2 separate regions of the Zea mays genome follow, and region 1 is linked to region 2. A link is a contact called in public Hi-C data. All regions are on one chromosome and are shown on one strand. Each heading gives the region's core, a stretch centred on a gene start, on an enhancer-like site or on the middle of the called end of the contact. The rest is flanking DNA. Distances are from core to core; before and after follow the strand shown.

Region 1 (5,136 bases), core at 371-2,870, 140 kb before region 2:
AAATTGATTACGAAAACCTAGATACCATGGATGTGAAGATGCCTTGAATTAAAAAGAAGTGCTAGAAGTGCACATAAAGACTTTCAAACCTGATAAAGAAAGAGAAGCAGTCCATGAGCAAGGTGAACCCATCTGGGGGGTGCTGTATCTAGATGGGGTGAATATAACTGCACGTAGAATGGAAGCAATAATAATGCTCAAACTTTCTGAATTATTAGTAGTGTAGTACTATGATCATCAAGAAAGGAAAAACTTGCACATATATTATATATATAAGAACAATACAGGACCATTTCGTATGTATTGAAAACTTTACTTACAAAGCCAAGGAATGCTGATGTCAGTAGAAACATGAAACCTGTCAGTGTAATCTGGAAAACAAATGCATCAATACTCAGGATTTCAACAAAAGAAGCACAGTTCATTGTAACAGTATGTGAATTGAACTCTTACCATGTTCGGTCTGCAGATCATCCCAGTATCAGTCAACCAAGACAATGAATAAAAAGATAATGTTAGCACTCGGCGCGGATATCTAGGAAAAAGAAGCGACAGCTTGATGTGTGCAAGCATTAGGTTGAAGGAAGAACGCGAGCATAGTTTACTTAAACTAATCCGGAAGAAGTAGAACATATGCAAACCAAGCTTTTTCGGCCTTGCAAGACGGGGGCACCTAGCAAAAGCCGTTGATTTTGTGGCTGTGTGCAGCCCCTGTCCCTGTAGATTGCTCACCAAAGCTAAAGATGGTTCCTCAGGCTAAGCTAAAGGTCGGGGCCCCGGGTTACAGAACATTAGCGCCATGAAAGCTCGAATTTGCCCAGATCAGGACAGTGTGGCCAATAGGAACGGAATGGCAGCAAGATGGTGGAGGCAGGCAGGCAGGTAGCCACCATCGGGGGTCTGAAAACAATCTTTAGCCTGTAACCGGAAAACCAATCGCTCGCAAGACGCATTTGGCAACGGAGAGCACGGACGGAGAAGCAATAACCAAAGAGAGAGGGGGGAACGGGAGAGGAGGCGGCTTACGGGAACCATAGCGGGAAGATGTTGACGAATCGGGACCAGAAGGGCTGGAGGATGTACTTGGCGACGAGCGAGTGGTCGACGCCGCTGTACTTGTAGCGCCGCAGCGTGGCGACGCCGTGGTGGCCAATGTAACCCATCTCGCTCCCCTCGCCGCGCCTCGGGACGGACGGAGTCAGACGGACAGAATAGCAATCCCCAGATCTGAATCCCCGGAAGAGGAGAACACGTGCGCGGGAGGCGGCGTGCCCTGTGGTGCAGGAGAGACCGCCGGCGCCCGGTTGCGTCACAGCCTCACAGGGATGGTCTGACGGGGAGCGAAGAGGACGGAGGAGGAGAAAACCAAGCGGAATGAACGGGTCGGAGGGGGAACGGGAACTGTGCGCTTTTGCGGTTTGGTCCCTCCGCTTGCACCGTATTATGTCCGCTCTAGTCCTTGTGCGTGTGGCTGCAGAGCCGCCGTCGGGGACCGGCGGCGGCGGACAGGACAGGGAGGGAGAGAGGGACCACGGGACAGCGGGCAGCCAGAAGCAGAACCTGCTCCACTTGGGCCGTTTTTGTGCGACTGGATGTGGATGGGGTTTTCTATTCGGCGATGTCGGAGTCTGAGAAGAGGCCCCTGCTACCCATGGCAAGGGTGCACCGCGGGCTAGACGAAATGTGTGGCTTAGGTAGTGTTTGGTTCAGGAGCCAACTAGAACGGAACCGTTCCATCCCTGATTCTAGGAATGGAGCCGCTCTGTTTTGTGTTTGGTAAGCTGGAACGGAACGGCTCTGTTTTTTGTTTGGTTGCAGAGTGAACTGGAACACAGTGGCTCCATCCTTTGTTTGGTTCTAGAGTGAAGTAGAACGGAGCGATTTCATTTTGTGTTTGGTTCAAGAGTAAAACATAATGGAGTGGCTATGCTCTATATTTGTTTGATGAGTGCAAATAGATAATTTTCTCCATTAGTCAATCTGTATTTTAAGATATGACACATTCATACAACCATTAGTCATATCTTAAGATGACAAATATAACTATAGATCATAAAATGTATAATAATTACTCCATAATCTTACACATGACTCATCCATACAACCATCACAAAAGTGTTATGTCAAAAATAAGTTTCATAACATATCACACACATGTCCATACATAGTTTCAAACAAACATAGGTCCTTACATAGATCCATACAAATTGTGAAATGTATTATTAGATTACCATAAAGCCTAAAACTTCTCATTAACGAAGTCGGTAATCATAGAGACCTTGTAAAGCAATGGCACATCCATGAAAGCATGTGCAATGTCAGGATTAGAAACCAAATGAGAATAATACTTGGACTTGTGCGCAATCTCAAATCCTGGAATATTGTCTACAGCTTCAAACAAACCAGCTGGCAAAGGTTTGTTTGCTGCCTCCTTGATGGCACTGGCTAGTGTTTGAGTGGCATGCTGAAATGCTTCAACTAAGAATTCAGTACCATTGTCTTCCCTCTTGGCCTTCTTGGATGGTTTAGTTGCAGATGTTGCTGCAGTGTCATTCTCATGGACAGCACTAGATGTTGCAATACACCCTTCCTTTTGCACATCTTCACCATCATCAACAGCAAGAGGGTCATTTGATGTCTTTGCAAATCGTCCTGATGCAACACTATTGCCAAAAATTGTAGCAAGGTTGCCATAATAGGGAAGAGGCTTGTTTATAAATTCATCATCACCCTTGTTTCTTTCATCCTGCATGCAATAAGATAATTAGTGCATAGACATCAACATTGCATTCAATAAAAAACTATGATGAAGCAAAATATATTACCTCAAAATGACACTGCAATACTTGTTTGAATTTCTTCTAGCAAAAACTATGATGAAGCAAAATATATTACCTCAAAATGACACTGCAAACTATGATAATTAGTGCCTAGCTCGGTTCATATTCGGTTTGACTCGAATCAAATCGACTCGTTTGAATTTCTTCTAGCTTTCGTTAACGAGTCAGCTCGCAAGCTAAACGAGCTACCACATTTTAGCAAAACAAAACTATATACATGTCATTTACTGAATACTTGATGAACATGTTATATATATGTGAGGTGTTTATGGCATATGAGTTAAACTAATGATTAATGACATATGTCTATGTGTTAAATTGGTCTATGCAAATATAATTGTGGGTTAAACTGATGAACATATATGTGAATTGTGAATTGATGAGTGATGAATTGTGCTAATTTGGTGTTACATTGACGTGGGTTGTGAATCTATGAGTATAATTACTATTTTTTCTATTGTTAAATTAGTTTAAAACTAACTAAAAATTAATTAGTATGTATATATTTTTCCCGGTTTTGTCTCGCGAGCTAAACGAACCAGCTCGAGCTCGTAAAAGAACCGTGTCAAATTGATTTTGTGGCTCGTTAGCTTAACGAGTCAGTTTTGAACGAGCTGGCTAGTTATCGAACCTATGCACCGCCACCGTGCACTGCATTGCATGCACGAGAAACGGAATGTACTCCGTTTAGGCGCCGTTCGGTTGTTACGGATCGGTGGGTCGGAACGATTCCTAACCGGATTACTTCTCTAATCTATATAAACTTTGATTAGCTGGAACGATTTCAGGTGCAATTTAGAACAAACGGACAAGGCCTTACTATGTCAGACAACGGATCAGAAAAGTGGTAAGGTCCGTCCGGGTCCGACGCACATAATGCTCCGTCTTTATTGAAGGAAATTAGCAATTTACATGATAATGTAATACTAGACGGTTGCATTTTCCTACAGTTGTTATATATTATATAATATATATCATATAAATAGGTATTGAGATATTTCTAAACACTAAGTTATGTGTGGTCTGATGGTTAATACTAAATTTCTGAAGTAAAAGTTGTAGGTCCGAGTGATCGTTTTGCACTATTTTTACGTGTGGGGCCCACAGGACACGACGCCAAGGAGCGACGCGTGGTCGAGACGCGTGGAGCGGGCCCAGAGTATCAGCGCGAAAGATAAAGCTTTGGTAGCATCAGGTGCCCAGTTAGGTTCTTAAGAGAGTACTAGCCAGTTGTCGTGCTTTGCTAGGGTTCTATATACCATATAAATATGTACTAGGTGGGTGCCTGTGCGTTGCAACGGAAACATAGAATACTACGATAATTTATGTAGAAATATGTGTTATAGTGTTATAAGAAACGATTTTGTAATCTATTTCTAGGTGAGTTGCCGATGCGTTGCTACGGTTTCTATATATCACAGTTACGTTGCTACGATTTCTATATATCACATAGTTAGACCTTGTTTAAGCAACATATAGTATAATGTTCATGCGTTGCGACGACATACAATTTCGTCTTCTTTGAGCGTTGCACGAGCACATGTCACAAGAGCTCAAACCAATAAAACTGAATCAAATTGGACCACGTGTCAATCAGTGATTGACAAGACAACACATAACTCTTACCTTTCAAATGAGTTTCTTGTTGCAGCAACTATCAAGCCAATTTCAGATAAATATTAAGAAGAATTACTGCTATCACTTAACTATAATATATTAATCCTAATAAATGAGATGGTTGTCCTTTACATAAACTTTCAGATAACCAAAAGTAAGATAAAATAACACACAACTCAGCCATGTTTCCATATCAAATAAAATAACACAACCCTACAGGACCAGAATAGCAAATGAAGTACATAAGAATAACATAGAGAAAAGTACTAACTCCATAAGAAAAACAAATGCTTAGTTGATTATAGTTTTTAGTGAAAATGACGAAACATTCTGCTCTGCAGAGTGGGATAGAGAGCACGAAGAGAATAAATATATAAGTTTATTTTCTCTACGGTTTATATATATCAAGATATGTTTATTTTCCTGGACATGGGTTTACCTAAAAGGGCAACAAATGTTCAAGGTGGACAAACCTCCACAACAACCTCAAAGAAGCTTCAGTTGAACCATAAGCAAGCATATAGTTCATCTCCATGAGTATCCTTCCCTGTAAAGATTGCATGTAAATAAATCAAATATTGAAATCAGAATGCATAGGAAATAGCAGATGTCCTGTATGCCCTACAATTGGGACCATAACAAAATTCTCACCTAGGAAAACAAAATGTTGTAAAGACAC
Region 2 (5,075 bases), core at 1,992-4,491:
GCTGCCACTAGTTTACCGTATGTTTTTACTTGCTAAGTTGCTAACCCTGGTCGAGCTTCATCAGAAACTGGAGGGCATGCAGTGGACAATTCACCAGGTGGAGATGGACCTGAAACCTCACCATGACCACGCAGCTGTTTAAGTCCACATCTGTTGGAGGCCATGTTTATTACCTGAATGCAGCGGGTGCGAGTTAGGGGGGTTGCAGTGGATTTGATTTGAGTCAGAGGGTTTCTGTTTGTGCATGTTTTTTTTTGTGTATATCCATGTTGGATAATAGCACCATCAATGCTTGCTTAGTTATACGGTCATGTATTCGGTTTGTTTGATGACGAGAAACACTAGAAGAGAGCGAGACATGGAAAACACCAGAACAATTATCATTGTACTACGCATCCACTGCCATGTCATACAAAACAAGGCAAGTCTAGATGACTTTTATTAGGAATCCTAATGGCTATAATGGAACGTAGTAGCCGAGAAGAAGGCTTCGTCCGGAGGCATCTGTTTTGCCAGGAAGTGATTACCTGCTCAAGTGTCATTATATTTCTATTATAACATTTCTAAACTAGTGATGATAATAAATAAGGTCGAAGCAAGTACATTATGCTAAACAACAACGGAGATGTTAAGCCAGGTTACTATAGCAATTACGTCTGGCTAATTTACTAGCAATGATAATGTACATGGTAATTTCCATATACAAACGTATTCAAGCATTTCTAAAACTACAGCTAGAGGCCTGCACACTTATATATACAGATATAAAAGGTGCAGAAGATGGATGCATCTGATAGACATCCATCACACATACACATCTTAGTTTCCAGTACAATCAAGATGGTGAGGACAAATGTAACAATGAAGATGCAGAAGAAGATCCTAGTTCTGCTAATGCTCATCATCCTTGCTGCCTCTCGTAAGTCGCTCATTCTATCATACCTGCAGCCTGCAGGGTCCCTGTAAAAACTGTTTATGTAGCCATTAACAAATGGATGATATGGACATGTTGCAGAGGAGGTAGAGGTGGGCGCCGAGGATTCATGCGTTCAAGGGAATCCATTCCCAAAGTGCTTCGTAAGCTGCTTGCGTCCAGGTGCTTGTGACAACTGTTGCAAGGATAGGGGCTACACCAGTGGCAAGTGCGTGCTACTTGGCTGCATTTGCTGCAAATAAAGACGTGGGGTTTTAGTTTCCATGCACAGCATGAAAAGAAAAAAAAATAGTGTAAGATTTAATAATCGAGCTTCATGACGGGATGGATCTGAATAAAACGATAGATTTTTGGTTCCTTTTGTTCTTCTGAGGCTCAATCGACATATCAACCAGCTAGCAAACTAATTAACTTACTTGTCGAGGGTCGACCAGATCTCATGAATTGTATCGCGGTGACCAACCATGCTCAAACTTAGAAAGCGAGAGATGGGAGAAAAAAAAAGCATTTCTGGCCTCTCGTTGTTTGCATCACGATGGTCATCCTGATTCTAACAAATCCGATCAACAAGGAGCATGTAATAACAAGTTTCCAAACAAATTTCTCAGAATCGTGAGCTTATGTTGTGAAGCTCATCAAAGAACGGTAACATATGTGTATGTGTAATTTGTCTCATCAAAGAACGGTAACACCATGTTCCATGTCGTCTCCGCGGATCACAAAATGGTTAAGATTGATTGACCCTTAACCCGCTTTTATAAGACCAATTGAAGGACCGAACCAGGCGACCAGAGACGAGGCCGGGCTAAAATGGGAGCTAACAAATTTTTTTTTTGATTTAGGCAATATTGGCTTCCTTTCTAAAACTTCATCCAATCCGACACATGTCTACCACACACTCACGCTCTGAACACCAATTAAGGACATGTACTGCACCTATGTACCATGTTTGTTGCAGCGTCTCTTACAAGACAGACAAAGAGAGAACCTCGTCTTTCTGGATCTATATGCATGTACCAAATCTTTTCGCATCAATTATTGCCATCAGAATGTTTATGCACCAAAGCAATTCGAGGTGTACTACACACAAATAAATCCATGTGCATGTATATACACTACTAGCTAGTATAGTACACCCAGACAAGGAAACCGAGACTCGCAAGACCAAAACATCGCTGCAGACTGCAGTAGCATATACATAAAATTAGCTAGCTCTGCGTGCATGTTCCAGCAACGTAATTAAGCTTGCACTTGCGCACACGCTGCTAGCATTCTTCTTTCGTGCACGGATGCCGTGCAGCCCTTTAACACACCCTGGTCCAGTCCGCTCAAAGTCCACCATCGCCAGGGCTGGACGTTCAAACGCTCGCAACGGTCTATTAAGACGGGCACCTCGCTCTGAAAAACTAGACTGAGAGAGAAGAGAAGTCCGTCCTTATAAGAGCACCACGGGTCCACATACCCCTTGGCTTGGCGAGATGGTACTAACCCAGGGCGTACATATCGGTCCCTCACATCACACCCCCATAAGATGGGAAAAAATTGCTATTTTGTCACATTCCACCTCTTTGCTATTATGTCACCTTATGTCTATGACTTTTATGATCATTTGTGTCTATAATTTGTGGCCTGATGGTAAAATAGAGAAACCTAAACTGAGAGTGACAAAATAGCAAATAGCCCAATAAAAGGTCCAAAGCTCTCCCAGACAATAACGACAATGTGGGCTCCGATACCAATTGTAACGCACCCCTGGGGCAGTCCGCCTAAAGTTCACCGTCGCCTGTGTCGGACGTTCATACGCTCGCAGCAGCCTATTCAGACGGACACCTCGCTCTCAAAACCTAGGCTGTGAGAGAAGGATTATAAGGGCACCCTGACCCCCTTGGTTAAACGAAGTAGTACTAACATAGTACGTGCATACCGGTTCCTCACAAGCTCGACATTTTTCACATAGACATACAAGCAAGCAATTTTCATCCATCCTCCCCGACATTTCTCACATAGACATACAAGCAAGCAGGTTTCATCCATCCTCTAAGTTTGATCTACTGATCTTGGCGCAAACTTGTGGTTCTGGACTCTGGAGATGGTGTCAAAAAAAATGATACCAACCAACAGCTACATACTTCCGGTTCTGGAGATGCACACAAATTCAGTTTACCTGGCGCAAACTTGTGCAGGAATTCATCCGCTAGCTCAGCTAAACACACACACGCGCGCGCGCACGGGAGAGGAGAATCACACACGTCTCATCAGCTCAGTCTCAGGCTCTCCGCCTAGCGCCTATATATACGCACGCGCACACGACCGAAGGGTGATCGACAAGCAGCAAAAACACAGGCTACCTCGATCTCTAGCTATAGCTACCAGTGTCTTCTTCAGTTCCTTGAGAGGAGGAGAGAACCCAAGAATATAATGGAGGGGAAGAAGAGCAGCCTCGCCTGCTGCTGCCTGCTCATGTTCCTGCTGCTGTCAGCGCAGCAGCAGCAGGTGGCGGGCCTGTCCAAGTTCTGCCGCTGCTACCGGAACTGCTACACCGACTGCAGGAAGTCCACGGGCCGCTACCCCTGCAACGCCAACTGCTTTCAGGACTGCATCAACGGGATGCTGCCGCCGGCTCCGGCGGAGGTCGTCGTCCCCGCCGACTGCCGCGACATCTGCCTCATGGGCTTCTGCGGCTCCATGGAGATCGCCGGTGACGGTGAGGCCAGCTAGCTAGCTAACTTCTGGACAATAATCTGATAGACAGGCATATATGCATGCATGCATACTTCAGTTCGATAGTATAACCTTTCGATCATAGATGAATGAAATCTGACTGCTTCCTGTGAATTAATGTTGTATTTCAGCCGTGGCTGGGGATGCCGAGGCGTGTGTGGCTGACTGCACCAAGAACCTCGGTGCCTTTGCACCAAGTGCAGCCAAGACGATCAACTGAAGCATGCATTAGGGCCCGTTCGCTTGTACAGGATTAAACCGGAATTCGTTCCAGCTCATCAAAATCTATATAAATTAAAGAAGTAATCCGGTTAGGAATTAATTCGAAGCTCCAATCCCTAAAAACCGAATAGGGCCTTATGCATCTGAGAGAGTGGCTTGAGATCGAGTTGAGAGCAACAGATAGAGTTCCATCAGTGTAATGCAATAATTGGATGTTTAAGCGATCCTATATATAATGTACTCCCTCCGTTCCAATTTATAATTAATTTGCGCTAAGTTTTACCGGCTCGTCTTATTAAAAAAATATTTATTATTATTTTTTTAGTTGATACTCAATCTATACTACTCTATTAAGAAACTAATGTGGATACTTGGTGCTACCACAGCTTCACCCTCCGTGTTGACATTCTGGGACCGCCCCACGCGCCCCACCTCAGCGCCGTGCTCTGTAGGCCCCACGCCCAACGCTCTCTCAGCTACTGCCCTGTGGACCCCCATGTCCGCACAGCTAGCTACTGCGCATGTGTCACACCCGGATTTTAGGGGTCCAAAACCCGGGCGCAAACATAATCACCAGGTGTGCTGGGACCAAGTCTCACACATATAATGAATCATGGCACAGGATCGAATGTCACATCTTTACTATATAACAGGAGTTCTATACAAAATAAATAAATAATTACATCATATGAGGAAACGATCCAGCAACCCAAAGTTGACTGCGAGACGACGACCTAGACCTCTCACGAACACATCGCAGCATCCTCCACGCGCCTCATCCTGCGGTACCTGTTCTTGACCTGTGGGGGGGGTGTGAGACAGCAAGAGTGAGCTCACATACGTTCATCGCTCAACAAGTTGTGGGGAATAATGTGCATGAACTCGCCAAAGATGGGAGCTCACGTGAAGTGTAAGGCTTACCAAAGAGGATGGCTGAAGCTGAGCATTGCTTTTAAAGTTGGTCAAAATTTTATTAGCCATTACTAAGTATAAGTAAATACCAACCCAATTAAATAGTAGAACAGAAGTAACAACATCACCTGCGATGCAATGCATATGACAAATTGAATTTAAGTTCCATAGATTAATCATGTGAGTGTCCGAGCCGCTCATGACCGTGAGCACGGCTAGTATACCAGTTTTACACTCTGCATAGGTGGCACATCTTTACCCACAAGTCATGTTACCCATCTGCCAA

What was found. A called contact is a pair of places that touch in the nucleus more often than the background predicts.
Region 1: a Hi-C map of leaf shows a contact between it and region 2, with 6 times the contacts expected there. The contact joins the promoter of LOC100285552 here to the promoter of LOC103626534 in region 2. A contact is called at or near these places in 6 of 25 Hi-C or Micro-C datasets (ear, endosperm, leaf and 2 more).

What each region holds. Positions count from the first base shown.
Region 1 is chr5:72,775,752-72,780,887 of Zm-B73-REFERENCE-NAM-5.0, reverse strand. It overlaps LOC100285552 (ethanolaminephosphotransferase), which reads right to left and starts at 1,620. Exons shown (of 18, transcript NM_001158443.2): 1 at 1,027-1,620; 2 at 454-463; 3 at 321-371; 4 at 90-167. The coding sequence starts at 1,163. It overlaps LOC103626541, which reads right to left and starts at 2,752. Exons shown (of 1, transcript XM_008646955.2): 1 at 2,036-2,752. The coding sequence starts at 2,752. The coding sequence ends at 2,240. LOC111589271 (a long non-coding RNA gene) reads right to left here. Exons shown (of 3, transcript XR_002748269.2): 3 at 4,536-5,004.
Region 2 is chr5:72,633,909-72,638,983 of Zm-B73-REFERENCE-NAM-5.0, reverse strand. LOC103626534 reads left to right here and starts at 3,241. Exons shown (of 2, transcript XM_008646954.2): 1 at 3,241-3,638; 2 at 3,787-4,165. The coding sequence starts at 3,353. The coding sequence ends at 3,875. It overlaps LOC100191747, which reads left to right. Exons shown (of 13, transcript NM_001360244.1): 13 at 65-446. The coding sequence ends at 142.